Linked DNA regions of Sus scrofa: region 1 is linked to region 2. Evidence: chromatin contacts called from public HiChIP or PLAC-seq data. All regions are on one chromosome and are shown on one strand. The core of a region is the stretch at or near the end of the contact, and the rest is flanking DNA. Distances in the headings are between cores, read along the strand shown. Region 1 holds the start of SFT2D2 (SFT2 domain containing 2). Region 2 holds the start of NME7 (nucleoside diphosphate kinase 7).

Evidence for each region. HiChIP or PLAC-seq counts read pairs in DNA pulled down with a chosen protein or histone mark.
Region 1: a contact with region 2 is called in an H3K27ac HiChIP or PLAC-seq map of skeletal muscle, with 8 times the contacts expected there. The contact joins the promoter of SFT2D2 here to the promoter of NME7 in region 2. A contact is called at or near these places in 2 of 5 promoter capture datasets (fetal skeletal muscle and liver) and 1 of 2 datasets of contacts at active chromatin or transcription factors (skeletal muscle).

Annotation. Positions count from the first base shown.
Region 1 is chr4:82,732,596-82,739,654 of Sscrofa11.1, reverse strand. SFT2D2 (SFT2 domain containing 2) reads left to right here and starts at 5,223. Exons shown (of 8, transcript NM_001243648.1): 1 at 5,223-5,354. The coding sequence starts at 5,292. LOC106510103 (a long non-coding RNA gene) reads right to left here and starts at 5,096. Exons shown (of 3, transcript XR_001308292.2): 1 at 4,853-5,096; 2 at 3,490-3,646.
Region 2 is chr4:81,638,393-81,645,049 of Sscrofa11.1, reverse strand. NME7 (nucleoside diphosphate kinase 7) reads right to left here and starts at 5,143. Exons shown (of 13, transcript XM_021089439.1): 1 at 5,009-5,143. The coding sequence starts at 5,011. It overlaps BLZF1 (golgin-45), which reads left to right and starts at 5,262. Exons shown (of 7, transcript XM_003355067.4): 1 at 5,262-5,637.

The DNA.
Region 1 (7,059 bases), core at 3,974-6,473, 1.1 Mb before region 2:
CTGGTGGGTTTCTCCCCTCTAAGGCTCTTATTATTGATTTTACTAGGTGGGATCCCCTCACCTGGCCCATTAATACCTGCTCTGACCCAGACCATAAATATGTTTTCTTCCAATGCTACTCAAACTCAATCAACAACAAGTAAGACTTCAGCCAAGGGAATACAACTTTCCCAGGCTATATTAATTTAAAACCAGCCTAATAGCACTAGGAAATTAGGCTGAATGGACAAAGCCAGATATAATTTCCTTTAAAGATGAGAAACAGACTAAGCCAGCTGAACAGGAATATACTGGGCTATACTTGGTGAAAGCTCTTAACATAAATTTTTGCTTATAACTTTATTAATACTGCTATCTATTATTTTTATTAACAGTTTTCACAAAATTGCTATTTCTTGCATTGCCAAATGTGTAACTGAGTCTCTGATAAAATGACACACAGTTCCATATGAGGTCAGTGATCTCTAGATCTGGGAAAATGCAACAAGAGGGAATATTTTCCTGGACCATAACAGACTAGGAAGATAGGTGGTCCAGAGGCTTTTTGCTACTGTTAATAAGGCCCAGTCCAGTAATAGCACATTGAGTTGCCTATCACAGTGAAATCTTTGCCAGATCTAGGAATATTCATTTCTAGCACCGTGGGATAAAATAGTCATGATATGCCTCCCAAGACTATGGTCAAATTTAGGACCAGGGGGAAGCACTGTGAACTGAAGTTTGGCAATTGCCATCAGCCCCTACATGGAGTAAAGCATGAGCCACTGCAGCTGCTGACCTGCAGCACCCACTGAGCAGAGCTCGGCGTGGAAACCAGAAGTAAGGCACTCTATGCTCTGGGATAACTGATAGAACAGGCCTTCAGATAGTTAGATTTCAGGTAAGGATTTTTATAGCCCCAAATTCTTGCATCTTCTCATATCTAGAAAAACAAATCTTTAACAGTGTATTTGCATTGGCCATTAAAAAAAAAAAGCAGAATAGAGTAGCTGTGAGTCAGACATCCAAGGTAATACTAGGAAATATTATGAGAACAATTTTAGACAAGTCTTTGTATTGCTGAGAACTTAAGGTTTATGTGTGCTGTCAGACTTGATGCCACCAGCTGTTCTCAAATCAGCATCAGCTGGCAGCTGCAACCTTACATTTTAAAGGTCTCCTCTGATATAACAGAAAGGAGGCAACATGTATAATGACCAATAGCTCCTGTTAATTACGTGTTAATAGCACATCAAATGTTAAAACCAACTTAGATTAAAAATACACACCTCCTTCAACAGAATTGCTATCAACCCATATCACAATCCTCTGTTTAATCTTATTTTTCTTTTCTTCCCATCCTCTATAGTAGGAACTTACCATGTCCAGCCACCCAGTACTCATCACCCCTAGCCAGCAGGAAGTAGCTATGGAAGAGAGGACTGTCACCCCTATCTCATTTAAAAAAAAGGCTGCAATGATAGGTTCCCAGGAGGATCGAGACAGACTCCTACCTCCTGAATGTGACAGTTCATCTTGGAGACCTGCTGCGGACATGGTCTGCAGAATTGGATTGATCCATAGAAAGCAAATGAATGCTCTGCAATCACAATTTACTACGACTGTTCTAATGCCACAAATAAATAAAAAAGTGGGAGATGTTGGAGACCACTGGACTGCTGAACTCTGTAGAAAGCAAACTTAGTGTGTGGCAAAGCCAGAAAAGCATGTATGCCAAAAGAGTTCTCAAGTACAGGGTCTCCTTCAAAGACAAGATAAAGGACTTATGCATTAACCACAATATTCTATAAATAGCTGCACTGTGTCCTAAGGGTATGCACCAGTAACTTCCTTGCTAATAGTTTCCTCTGATATCATTAAGAGATAGCTTTGTCATAGCCTATGCCTGTTCTTGCCCACTAACCTACATACATCACCTTCCTTAACAAAAGTCAGGTGGTCTAAAGACTAGGGCCTTTGTTCTGCTGAATGGAGTGCTTCCTGGTGCGCAGTCCCTCTTTCAGGATCTCCCATTGCCCTACAGCGCTGGACACGGCAAGTAGGCTCTTATCTAAAAGTTGGAAGTGAACTGTTCAAGGAGACATACATGCTGACAAAGTTAAGGACTATTGGGAAGGTGTGCCTCAAGCACAGAACATTGGGGTAAAGGAACCCAGGAGAACTGCTCAGATAGGCGGCTTATAGTCTCCAGTTTTATGGGCATGGGATTAGTTTCCAGGTTGTCTCTAGCCAATCGTCTAGCTCGGTCCATATCTGGTTTGGCTCAGGGTCCTTCCAGGTGAAGCATCTCTCAGGCAAGATGGATTCCAGCAACAAGGATTCTGGGAGGTTGGTCATCTCCCTCCCACTGGTCCCTCCCAAATCCTCCCAGTTCGTTTTCAGGGCTTCACCAGTTCCTTATCAGGATTGCCTGTTGTAAGACAATTAAAGCCTGGCCAAGGTGGCTTCAGTCAGTAGTTCCCTAACACATTCTTATTTAAGACTCTACGGCATCGAAGGCATCTTAGTGGAGGGATCTGATAAGTGGACTTTTTTTTCTGTTACCTAAGCTCTTCCACGGTTTGTAACCCACTAGCTCCAAAGCAATATCTGTCTGCACAGATAGTGGCACAACCTACCATCTTCACAACATTCAGATGTTGTCACCTTTGATTTCAAGAACACTGGGCAGGAAACATGAAGAAGCGGTTCCCTGGGACTTGAACAGTGTTACTCATGAGGAGGGGGGTTGCTGTGCTGAGTGAGTTCCCAGGTAAGTCCTGCGTCCTTTACTGCATTTGTGTGTGTGTGTGCTTGTGATTTGCAGGCTCCCCTGCCAGCCTGGGCCAATAGCAGAGTCTATCCCTACCCCGCTTTTAGAGGAATACTGGTTTTAGACATGAGATGAGATTATGGGTATTGCCTTTCTGATCAAAATCTCATTTACTGTGATGAACACAGGGTGGAGGTGGAGGGCAGATCAGTCAGTGTTCTCCACTGACAAAATAGGCTTTGCATGCTGACTTGGGTAGCACAATCATTTCCATGTTGCCCTATCTGCCAATCTGGCTGTTATAACTCCCTGAATTGCAAAAGACAGATACAAAATTTCTCATTCACTCACTCACCTGGATTTACTGAGCACCTATTTTGTGGGTTCTTTTCCCAGTTCAGAGAGTAGAGAACTGAGACTATTAGGGCCTCACAATGTAGAGGAGATAGACAAAACCGTGATAAAGATGAGTACGTACAGATGTGTTTAAGTTGCTTCGGGAACACAGAGGAAAGAGGAACAGCTGTATCAGTGTTCCTGATGTTGGCCTAGAGAAGGCTTCAGAGGGGATGGCAAAAGAACATTAGCTTCCATTAGTTGCTAACTGAATGCCTGCCATGTTCCAGGTTCTCTACATATACTATCATGTTTACATCCCATAGTAATTTTCAGAGGTAGTCATTTATGTCCATTTTACAGATGAGAAAATTGAGGACAAGAAAGGTTGAGTAACTTACTCAATGCCACACAGCTAGTGAGGGATGATGCTAGAGTTGTAACTCTCAGATCTTCCTAACTCCATAGTGGATGAACTTTCCAGTCTGCCTTGATATTTGAAGAGTCTTGAGAGATGTGCAGAAATTTACTTGAGTGGAACAAGAGGGTAATGGGCATCTAGAGCATAAAGAGCAACAGCATTTGTTATTCAAAATCTCAGGTGTAAAGCAAAATCATAAAGCACAGCAAATTTTCCTATCCATAAAAATGAAAACACAAAGGGATATAACTATAAACATCTGACTTACTCGAATAGGGACCTGTGCAAATCCTTTTGCTTGGTTGATTTATAATACTAACAAGCCCAAGTTCTTGGTAGTTATTTAAATTCACTCAAGTCTGACACAGCACTCCTACTCTTTCAATAAAAGTTCTCCCTTGTGTGTGTGTGTGAGTGAGAGAGAGAGAGAGAGAGAGAGAGAGAGAGAGAGAGAGACAGACTGCAGGAAGATTCTCTAGTGGGTGCTCCTGGTAACCTCTCTGTGGATTTGTTTTTCTAAGCTTATTTCATCTTTTTTTTTCTTTTTTATGGTTGCACCTGCAGCCTATGGAAGTTCCTGGGCTAGGGGTTAAATCAGAGCTGCAGCTGCTAGTCTACACCACAGCCACAGCAATGCTGGATCTGAGCCCCATCTGCAACCTGCTCTGCAGCTTGTAGCAATGATGGAATCCTTAACCTACTCAGCAAGGCCCGAGATTGAACCCCATCCTCACAGAGACAATGTCAGGTCCTTAACTCGCTGAGTCACAACAGGAGCTCCTAAGCTTATTTCACCTTGAAGTTATTTTCCCAGATATTCCCCAGCAAGCAGTTTGAGATGTGAGCCCACATCCCATCTCTAGCACTTTCCTGGGAGTTACATGGATTCTCCAACGTAGAATCATTAGCGTTGGAATCCGGTTTGAGGTCAGTAAAACAAACAATCCAAGAAACACAAAACAATCTAATATGTTTTTCCTCACTCCTTGACTCAAGTTCTACCTGTTCAAGTTTTTACCCAAATCATTCTTCTTGATGCATTCCCAGCTAGAATTACAGTAGTATTTTTCTTGTTTAACTTTTACACAAAGTATGTTATAGATATGATTTACTCCAGTTGGCCTCAAATGCTTTTTTTTCCCCCAGCTGCACGGGAGGCATGCAGAAGTTCCCCGGGCCAAGTATTGAACGGTGCCACAGCAGTGCGCGGCAGTGACAAGGCTGGATACTTAACCAGCTGAGCCACCAAGGAACACAAGTGCCTTTTAAACAGTTATTTCCAGTGTAACTACAATCAGACCGCGGATTTCCCACATCGTTTGTTTACAAATCTGCATCCATACCACAGGAAGTGTGGGGCGAGAGGAGAGGGGGTCCAGGATTCACCGTTTTTGTTTCTGCAGTGTCTCGCACGTGCTAGGGCCTCCGTGTTTGTTGACTGAACCTACGAGTACCCCGGCAGGGTAGCCGGCTCGCATGCGCAGCCTGGCGCCGGACTGAAGTTTAATCATGCTGGGTGGACCTGAAACCCAACCTTCCTTCCCGACCCGCCTTCCAAGACCCAAACCAGCCGGGTAAAAGCGGGCGGGGCGAAGGCGGGCGCAGAGCTCGCCGGGCGCCTGCGCTGGCAGCCGCCAGGAGGGCAGATACCTGGGCGGGGCGCACCGTGGTGGGCCGGGCGCACCATGGTTGGCGGGGGCGGGGCACACGGAAGAGCCTGCGCCTCAATCAGCTCAACAGGTGGCTGGCGAGTGGCTGGGGCCGGGGTGGACCGGACCTGCCATGGACAAGCTGAAGAAGGTGCTGAGCGGGCAGGACGCCGAGGACCGGGGCGGTCTGTCCGAGGTGAGTGCGCCGCCCTCAGGCCGCGCCTACTTGGCCCCGTAGCTGCCGCCCCCCGCCCGGGTCTCCGTGGGCCTGGGAGGGCGCTGGGGCCTGGGTGTCCAACAGACACCGGAGCCCCGCCTCCAGCTACTTGGGCGCCTGTTGCTGACTAGTGGGAAAGGTGAGCAGGACTTCCAAGATTTCTTGGAAAACAGCTCTGCCCCTGTTCCTTCCTCCTCCCTTACAGGGCTCAGGACCCCCGCGCTTCCCCGACTCTCCATCTGTCAAGTGCTGGGGCCCAGACACTTTGAGAAGGGCGGTGGGCACCTTTTTTGTTCCGGATCCCTTCAGCCTTGTGCCGCGTCCCATTCCCCTTCGCCTCTCCTGCTCCCTCAAAGGGAGGGCCGCGCTGGAGCAAAACCTAGAAACATCTGCAAAGGGGAGGGTGACCATCCCCGACCGTCAGCCCCATCCCTACTGGCATGGGAAAGGGCTTTAGGGCTGGGCTAGCCAGGGTCTCCTGGCAGCCTGGCGGAGAGAGTCCTCATTGGGTAGAAACCTGGACTGGGGGCCCAGGTGGCCATCCATCCCTGCTCGGTACCCACTGCGCGACGGGGCTTGTGGCCACGCCCCGGTGCTGCTCCTGGCTGCCTTCCTGCCCAGTTTAGGTTGTGGGTTGTGACTTTCCCAGCCGACCTTGGGCCTCTTCTTTAAGTTAACTATCTCCGGGAGAACCATGAATTCTTGGAGGGCAGGGCCCACATCTTGCTTCTCTGTGCACACGCTGCTTGCACATAGACCCCAAGGCCGCCCAGGACCATAGTGTGGCCGCTTGCAGGCTTGTTTGTTTTTATCAGAAAGGTTTGGTGGAGCTGAAGCCTGAGTACTAAATGCCCTATGTTCTAGAGCCACGCAGAATATTTATTTTCTATTTCTAGTGCTTTCGGCTTTGGTTATTTATTTATTTTCCTTTGTAAATTATAAAGTGACATGTATCTTTACTCTGGTGTATTCCTTGGGGCCTCAGTTTCCTTATCTGTAAAATGAAGAGGTTGAACAAGATGGCTTCTTTCAACTCATAACCTAAGTTTCTCCTCCAGTTTTCATCAGTGTCTCTAGTAGTTATCTCAGCATGCTTCTTTCACCCCCTTTTGGGGTTGCTGATTTTTTTCTGAGTTTTGTGTAACTCTGATACCTCCACCCCTTCCATGAACTCTCAGAACCCTAAAACGTGCTCTCTTGACTCTTCTCCTTGAAGAGGTAACACTGTAGGCATTGAGGGTTGTAGGAATTGGAGTTTAACTTCTTTTGACATTTTAAAACAGCCTGTGGATTCTTTTAAATCTGTTGCCTTTATTAATTGGTCAAGGCTCAGGAGTAATTTCTTGAGTTCCTTGTTCTTGGTTTTTGGCTTCTGTTATGAACTCAGGAGCCAAACCTCAGATTGTGCCTAAGAAAACTTAGGTGGCCAACAGTTATGCTTATCTAAAGCTTTCTGCTGCATGAACGGTCCATAAGATTTTAGAGCAGCTGTGGTTCAAGAGGGAGCTGTTTTGGAGTTCCCGTCGTGGCGCAGTGGTTAACGAATCCAACTAGGAACCATGAGGTTGCGGGTTCGGTCCCTGCCCTTGCTCAGTGGGTTAAAGATCCGGCGTTGCCGTGAGCTGTGGTGTAGGTTGCAGATGCGGCTGGGATCCCGCGTTGCTGTGGCTCTGGCGTAGGCCAG
Region 2 (6,657 bases), core at 3,894-6,393:
AAATTAACATATCTTACACCTTAAAATTACACAATTGTTACATGTCAAGTATATTTCAACAAAGCTAGAGGGAAAAAGGGGGATAGAAAGGCAGAAAAAGGACAGGAAAAAAAAGAGATATATCTGAGAAAATTAGGGTATTCTATTAACCAGCTGCTATGCAGTTTTGCAAATACAACTGATTCCTGCTACAGAAGAATATAACAAGCTCTAGACTATGTTCGTAATAAAATATATAGGGGAAAAACATTTTAAATTTCAAGTTTTGTTTTAGGCTCTATACTTTCTCATTCAGTTGTAGTAAATAAAATCCTGCCCAGCTTTTAAACTGCAGTTCCTCCAAGTTAGCAGGTCCAATAACAAAAGGAATTCTGGGTGGAAAAGAAGCAAAAGCCAAGGCAAAAATAGTTAACCGATTTAGAAGAAACTTGATCAAATTGAAAAGTGGAAAACAATTCATGTAATATAATCCTGAATCATCAGTCTATTTAGCAATCATGAATCTCTCTTTGAAGGCTATTTTATTTTATTTACCTTTTCTTTTGGCTGTACCCACAGCACACAGAAGTTCCCAGGCCAGGGATCAAACCCTTGCCGCAGCACTGACAACACTGGATCCTTAACCACTAGATCACCAGGGAACTCCTGAAGCCTCTTGTAAAATAACATCAACTTTGAGATATTTGTTTAGTTTAATTCTTGTGGAACATAGCTGATAAACTTTAAAGGCCTTAATTATACTAGCAGTTCACCTTGGTTAACAGTATTTAAATCAGTGGTCTATTTTAGAAGATATATAAATTCATACCTCTTTATTAGTCAAAAGAGTCTTGGAATTATCTCCTCCATTCTCTGTAGGCGCAAAAGCAAATAAATTGATGGTTCTAGTATATTCTTTATCGTAAACAACGTGTATGTGAGATATACCTAACAGTGGCCTATCTCTGCTTCGTAAGGTAAAGGTGTTAGCCAGAACCCAACTCTGGTGCTAGAAGATACAACTGCAACAAACCAGATGCAGATAATTTAATTTCAGTGATCAGGAAGCCACACCAGCAGAGCAAACAAGCTCCATCTTCAGCTGCTTATAGAGACCACCAGCTTTGAAAGAGTACAGATGTCAGTGGTCAGGCTGAACACAGGAAAAGGGCTTTCATTTCTCTCTCTTTTTCAAAAGGCCTACTCTTTCTCTTCAAGGACTGACAGCAACAGACACAGGAGAGAGATTTGGATGCAGAAAGGATCTTGAAAATTCTACTAGAGTCAGTCTTAGGCTTTCATTAAATTCAGTTTTTCCTGATATGCAGTAAGATTGTCACTAGGTCAAAGGAGGAAGAAGCAATCTGCATGCCTTGAGATTTAAACAATTTTGCCATTCAGAGTATGTATTGTTTAAATACACTACATCCTGAACTTTGTGGATCATGATGCATAGTAAGAAATAAATATATTCTATAGCATAACCCTGTACACCCAACGCACATGCAATTTAAAACAAAAGTTTCATGAAAGTGACCCTTGCCATATGCAATGAATATGGAAAATGTTTATTTCATGTGTCTTCGTTTTAATGCTGCTACCTACCACAAATTGATTTCATGACTGAGTAATGGGATACAACCACAGTTTGAAACATACTGCTGTCTTCCCCCTGCCTACCTTTCTACCCTAATTTCCTGCTAATCTCCACCACACACCTGTACTGCTACCACCCCCACATCACCTCATAATCTAATATCTACTCTTTTTTCACATTAAACCATAAGGTCAGTTCCTGCAATACTCGACGCTCCTTTGATCTTGTTGTTAGTTTGCCTAGAACCCTTCCCTCGTTCACTGCAGTTTATCATTCAGTCCATTCAGACAAAGCTCACTTCCTTAGAGGAGCCTTCATTTACCACCCAATTTGAAAGAGCCACCACACCCAACTCCAGGCAGAATAAGAGGATAGGGATAGAAGTTCACTGATCTTAGGGTTGTTGGGAATTCTGAATGAAAAAATATCAGACAGGCACAAAAAAACAGTATTCCACAAATGTCACTTACTATCTCCCTATGCCATGGTACAGATCACCAAATTCCAGCTATTGAAATTCTATTCCACTTGCTTTGTGGATTTTCTGATTCTGAAAAGTGAAAATTCCATCCTCCAATATCCCCCAAGTACTTGGTACCCTCACAGACACTTAACACATTCTTATTTTTTTTTAATTTATTCAGCTGAGTGCCTAATACAATCTAAGCAATGGCAGTGAACAAAATAAAGATCCATTCCTCTAACAGATCAAGTCTAGTAAGAGTGACAAACCTATTAAATAATTTCAACTGAATGTGGTAAGTACAATAAGAGAAATGTGTACTGTGTAAAGTTGTGACAAAAAAAGAATGAAGAGTCAACTCTCTCTGAGTAGAGAAAGAAGAAAAACACCTAACCTAGGAATGAAGAATCAATAGGAGTTTGGCTAGCAAACATGGCAGTAAAGGTATTCCAGGTGGAAGGAACAGCATGTGCAAAGTAGAGGAAAGAGGCTTACCACCAGTTTGCAGTTGCTTGGAATGTTCAATGAAAAGGCAAGTAACTAAAAGAATGTCTAAGAAAGTTTCATGACAGAAGCAAGACAGGTTAAGTCCTAGATCATAGAAGGCTTTGTATGCCATTCCAGATAGGCTGAATTTTTATACTGTTGGGAATGAGGAGTCTAGAGTTCTAAAGCGGTAATTAACATCAACAGATTTAGGGTTCAGTAAATTCCTTCTTGTGGTAGAGAAAATAATGAATTGAAGAATTACCAGACCAGAGTGTTAAAGACACTACTACAACAGTGCAAGCAAAAGCTGAGGAGATCTCGGAGTTCCCGTCGTGGCACAGTGGAAATGAATCCAACTAGGAACCATGGGGTTGTAGGTTCTATCCCTGGCCTCGCTCAGTGGGTTAAGGATCCAGAGTTGCCATGAGCTGTGGTGTAGGTTGCAGAGGCTGCTCAGATTTGGCATTACTGTGGCTGAAGCATAGGCTGGTAGCCGTAGCTCTGATTACACCCCTAGCCTAGGAATCTCCATAAGCCTCGGGTGAAGGCCTAAAAAAAGCGAAGGAAAAAAAAAAAAGAATTGAGGAAATCTGAAACTAAACCAGAATCAGGTGACCAACTGAACAGAGAAGACATAGGAGAGAAAGGAGTGTAGGAAAACTCTGGTTTCTGGTTTAGGTTATAAATATAGTGGTAGCATCAACTTGGTGAAACAAAAAAAGCCAGGTGAAAAGACAGCAAGTTCAGTTTTGGTTGAGTTTGAGGGGCCTTTGTGGTAACCAGCTAGAAGTGTCCAGGTCTTACCAGATCTGAGATGAAACTGAAATTTAAGAATGAATGCTTACCAGGTCTGAGATGAAACTGAAATTTAAGAATGAATGCTTAGGCATTAGTGGAACACTTGTGTGTGGATGAAATCAGCCAAAGAAAATGGACAGACTAAGAAATTAAGGAATGAATCCCAGAGAATGGCATTTAAAAAGTAGGCAAAGCCAGTGGGGAAAAAAAAAAAGAAGGAATGAATGATGATGAGCTTCATCTATCAAAGAGAGGCTAAATAAATTTTGAGAAGAAACTCCTGGATTTGGCCATAAGAAATTTAAGCAAGAACAACTTCATGAAGCCATTAGAGGAATTCAGATAACTGAGTGCTGAGGATGAAAGTAAAGAGCTGAATTTGATACAAATGGAAGCACTATGCTTTCAAGCAGTTTACTGATAAATGGGAGGACTAGGCAATAAACTGAACGAACACAGGCTGGGGGTGTGCTTTTGTTTTATTTCATTTTCTTAAGGTGTATGGCTTGAACACGGGGGGGGGGGTGGGGGGAGAAGGAAATGGTGAGGAAGAGGCTGAAAGCACAGGAAAGAAAAAAATATAACCAAAAGCAGAAAGTCCTATAAGGAATGGGAGGGAATAAAATCTAGAGCAAAGATGGAAGCATTATCCTTCAATACCTGTTTCTCTGAACTAGAAACACAAGACCTAACAGAGAAAGAAGGGGTGGTGGGTGGATCTCTGTTTGTTGTTGCTGTTCTTTCTTTCTAGAGCCACACCTGTGGCATATATAAGTTCCCTCGCTAGGAGTCCAATCCGAAGCCTACACCACAGCAATGCCAGGTTCTGGCTAAATCCTAAGCGGCAGCTTGCAGCAATGCCAGATCCTTCACCCACTGAGCGAGGCCAGGGATCAAACCCACATCCTCATGGATACTACTCTGGTTTTTAATGCATAGAGCCACAACGGGAACTCTGGGTGGGTCTCCATATTTAATTTCATAGCCATACCTGGCATTCTCGAACATGTGATCGAATGAAAATCATCTATAGGCTTTTTTAAAAATGCAAATATGGAGCCTGTTTCTATTCATGCAGAATTTCTGAAGGTGAAGCTCTAGCAAGTGAATTTTCCAGAAGTGATTTCCAAGTGATATTATGGAGTATTCCTGTTAAAAGGTAATCAACTGTATAATTTAGGGCTAGTGCAAAATGCAGCTATTATTAGGTGGCCCTTAGGGTGTGGAACGGTACTCGGCCCTCAAGAGAGCAAAGACTACAGGATTCAGAGAGATTCGGATCAGTCATGAAAAAGTCAAATAAACATCACCACATACTTTTAAATGAAGCGTGTTAAAGTGAAGCTGAGAGGTTGAAAAAAATGCAATGATGAAAAATGCATACATCTCCAATGTTTGACCGAAATAAGGTCTCACCTCAGACTACTAGACTCCGTGTCTTAGCCTTAAACTTCCTGTCACAATACTCTACAGGCTCAGCAGGACCAAAGTGTAATTCAGGGTGCTGCAAGAAGTAGGGAAAGCGAGGAAATTGCACGGACAGTTCCTGGAAAGGGACAAAGAAATAACCAGCCGAAGGTAGAAGCGATCTGGATGCCTCTCAACGCCCAGACGCCCCAGGACCTGGGACAAAGCATAAACAAGACCGCGATGCCTTTCTTCTGACACCGCCTTGCACTCACCATCGCCTCGGGATCTCAGCACCAGGAAATAGGTAACTTTGCGACTGGAAAACACCTACACCAACACCAACGCCAGGTTACTCTGGCAACAGAGCCCCACCTACTGCCGGACTCGGAGCGGGCCGCCACTACCCCGCCCCTTTGTCCTTAGTGGCTGGGAGTAAATAGAGCTCCGCCCACCCAGCCGACCGACCCGCCCCTTCACGCCGTAGCTTGGAGCAACGGAACACCACCTACCTCTTTCCAGCATCATCACTTCCGTTTGGTTGAAAGGCGACCCGGAAGTTCAGGCTTATATGCGGCTAGGGTCCAAGTATTCTTTTTTTTATTTTTTAATAAGAGTCTACCCAGTTTTGTTTTACTGAAGTCTTGAATCGTATATTCTGCGTCACTGCGTCACTTGAGTTTAAATGGCACCAAAAGTGTTTTCCTTCTGAAAAGTATTCCGGAAACGAAACCCTGAGTAATCGGAAGTAATTAGCCGTGAACCAAAAGCTTGATGTCCCCAAGGTTGGGGCGGATCGGCTTCGGAATGCTAGAGGAGTGTGCGCGGAAGTTAACCCGTGATATCTAGCCAAAGAACCTGTAAAGTGAGGCCCCCTGCAATTGGGAGAGTAAGAATCTGAGAGGTAAGTCCAGGAAAGGGCTTGTGTAACTGAGAGGGGATTTTGGAAAGGGACAGAGGTTTGGATTGAAGTGTGTTGTTCATTCAGTCGCTTTAGATTTAAGGAAAGGTTGCCCGTTGTTCCAGGAAGGTTTGTTCAGACAGGGACGGAACTTTGGATTTGACTTCTGGGGATGGCAGAGGTTGACAGGATTGTCGCTTCCACTCCTGCCACCTTCATACCTGTTACACACTCCAGACCCACCCCCACCCCCTTCAATTAGTATTTGCCTGCAGACCTTTGTACATTTCCCTGCGCATCTTCCGAGGGTTCATTGCTCTTGCGAAGGGTCTTTGGAGAGCTATTTTTCAGAACAGTGGCGGCGGGGGTGTGACTTTTAAGGAAGGTAGGCACGGAAGACGCTATGCTGAGTTATATCGAGTACTCAAGAGTTATCATTTTTGTGAGTGAAACCATTTGTCATCTAGTGCCTGGTTCATCATTCGTGATCACTGCATTAGTATTACCTTCCTTCTCATGTTCTCGCCTGAATCTTAGTAAGACTAAGATTTAGTAAGGTCATGCATACATTCTGAAAATATATGCTATGACATTTTAATTTTTACCAAGAAATGCAAATTAAGTTATTATGAATTTTTTGTCACTTGTTAAACATCTAAACAGAAGCTCCTCTGTCATGTAGTGAACAAAATAGTGTCCATGTCTCCTGAGAAGGTAATTACTTTAATACCTTTTTTTTTCCCCTTTTTTGGGCTGCATCCGCAGTATTTGGAGTTTCCTAGGCTAGGGGTGGAATCCGAGCTAAGCTGCTGGCCTACAACACAGCCACAACAGCACACTATCCAAGCTGTCTCTGCGACCTACACCGAAGCTCATGGCAACACCAGTTCCTTAACCTACTGATCTAGGCCAGGGATTGAACCCGCAACCTCACGGTTGCTAGACGGATTCGTTTCCACTGCACCAGGACTGGAATTCCTAATTACTTTTAAGTTCCTGGTATCTATCAATAATACAGAGCAC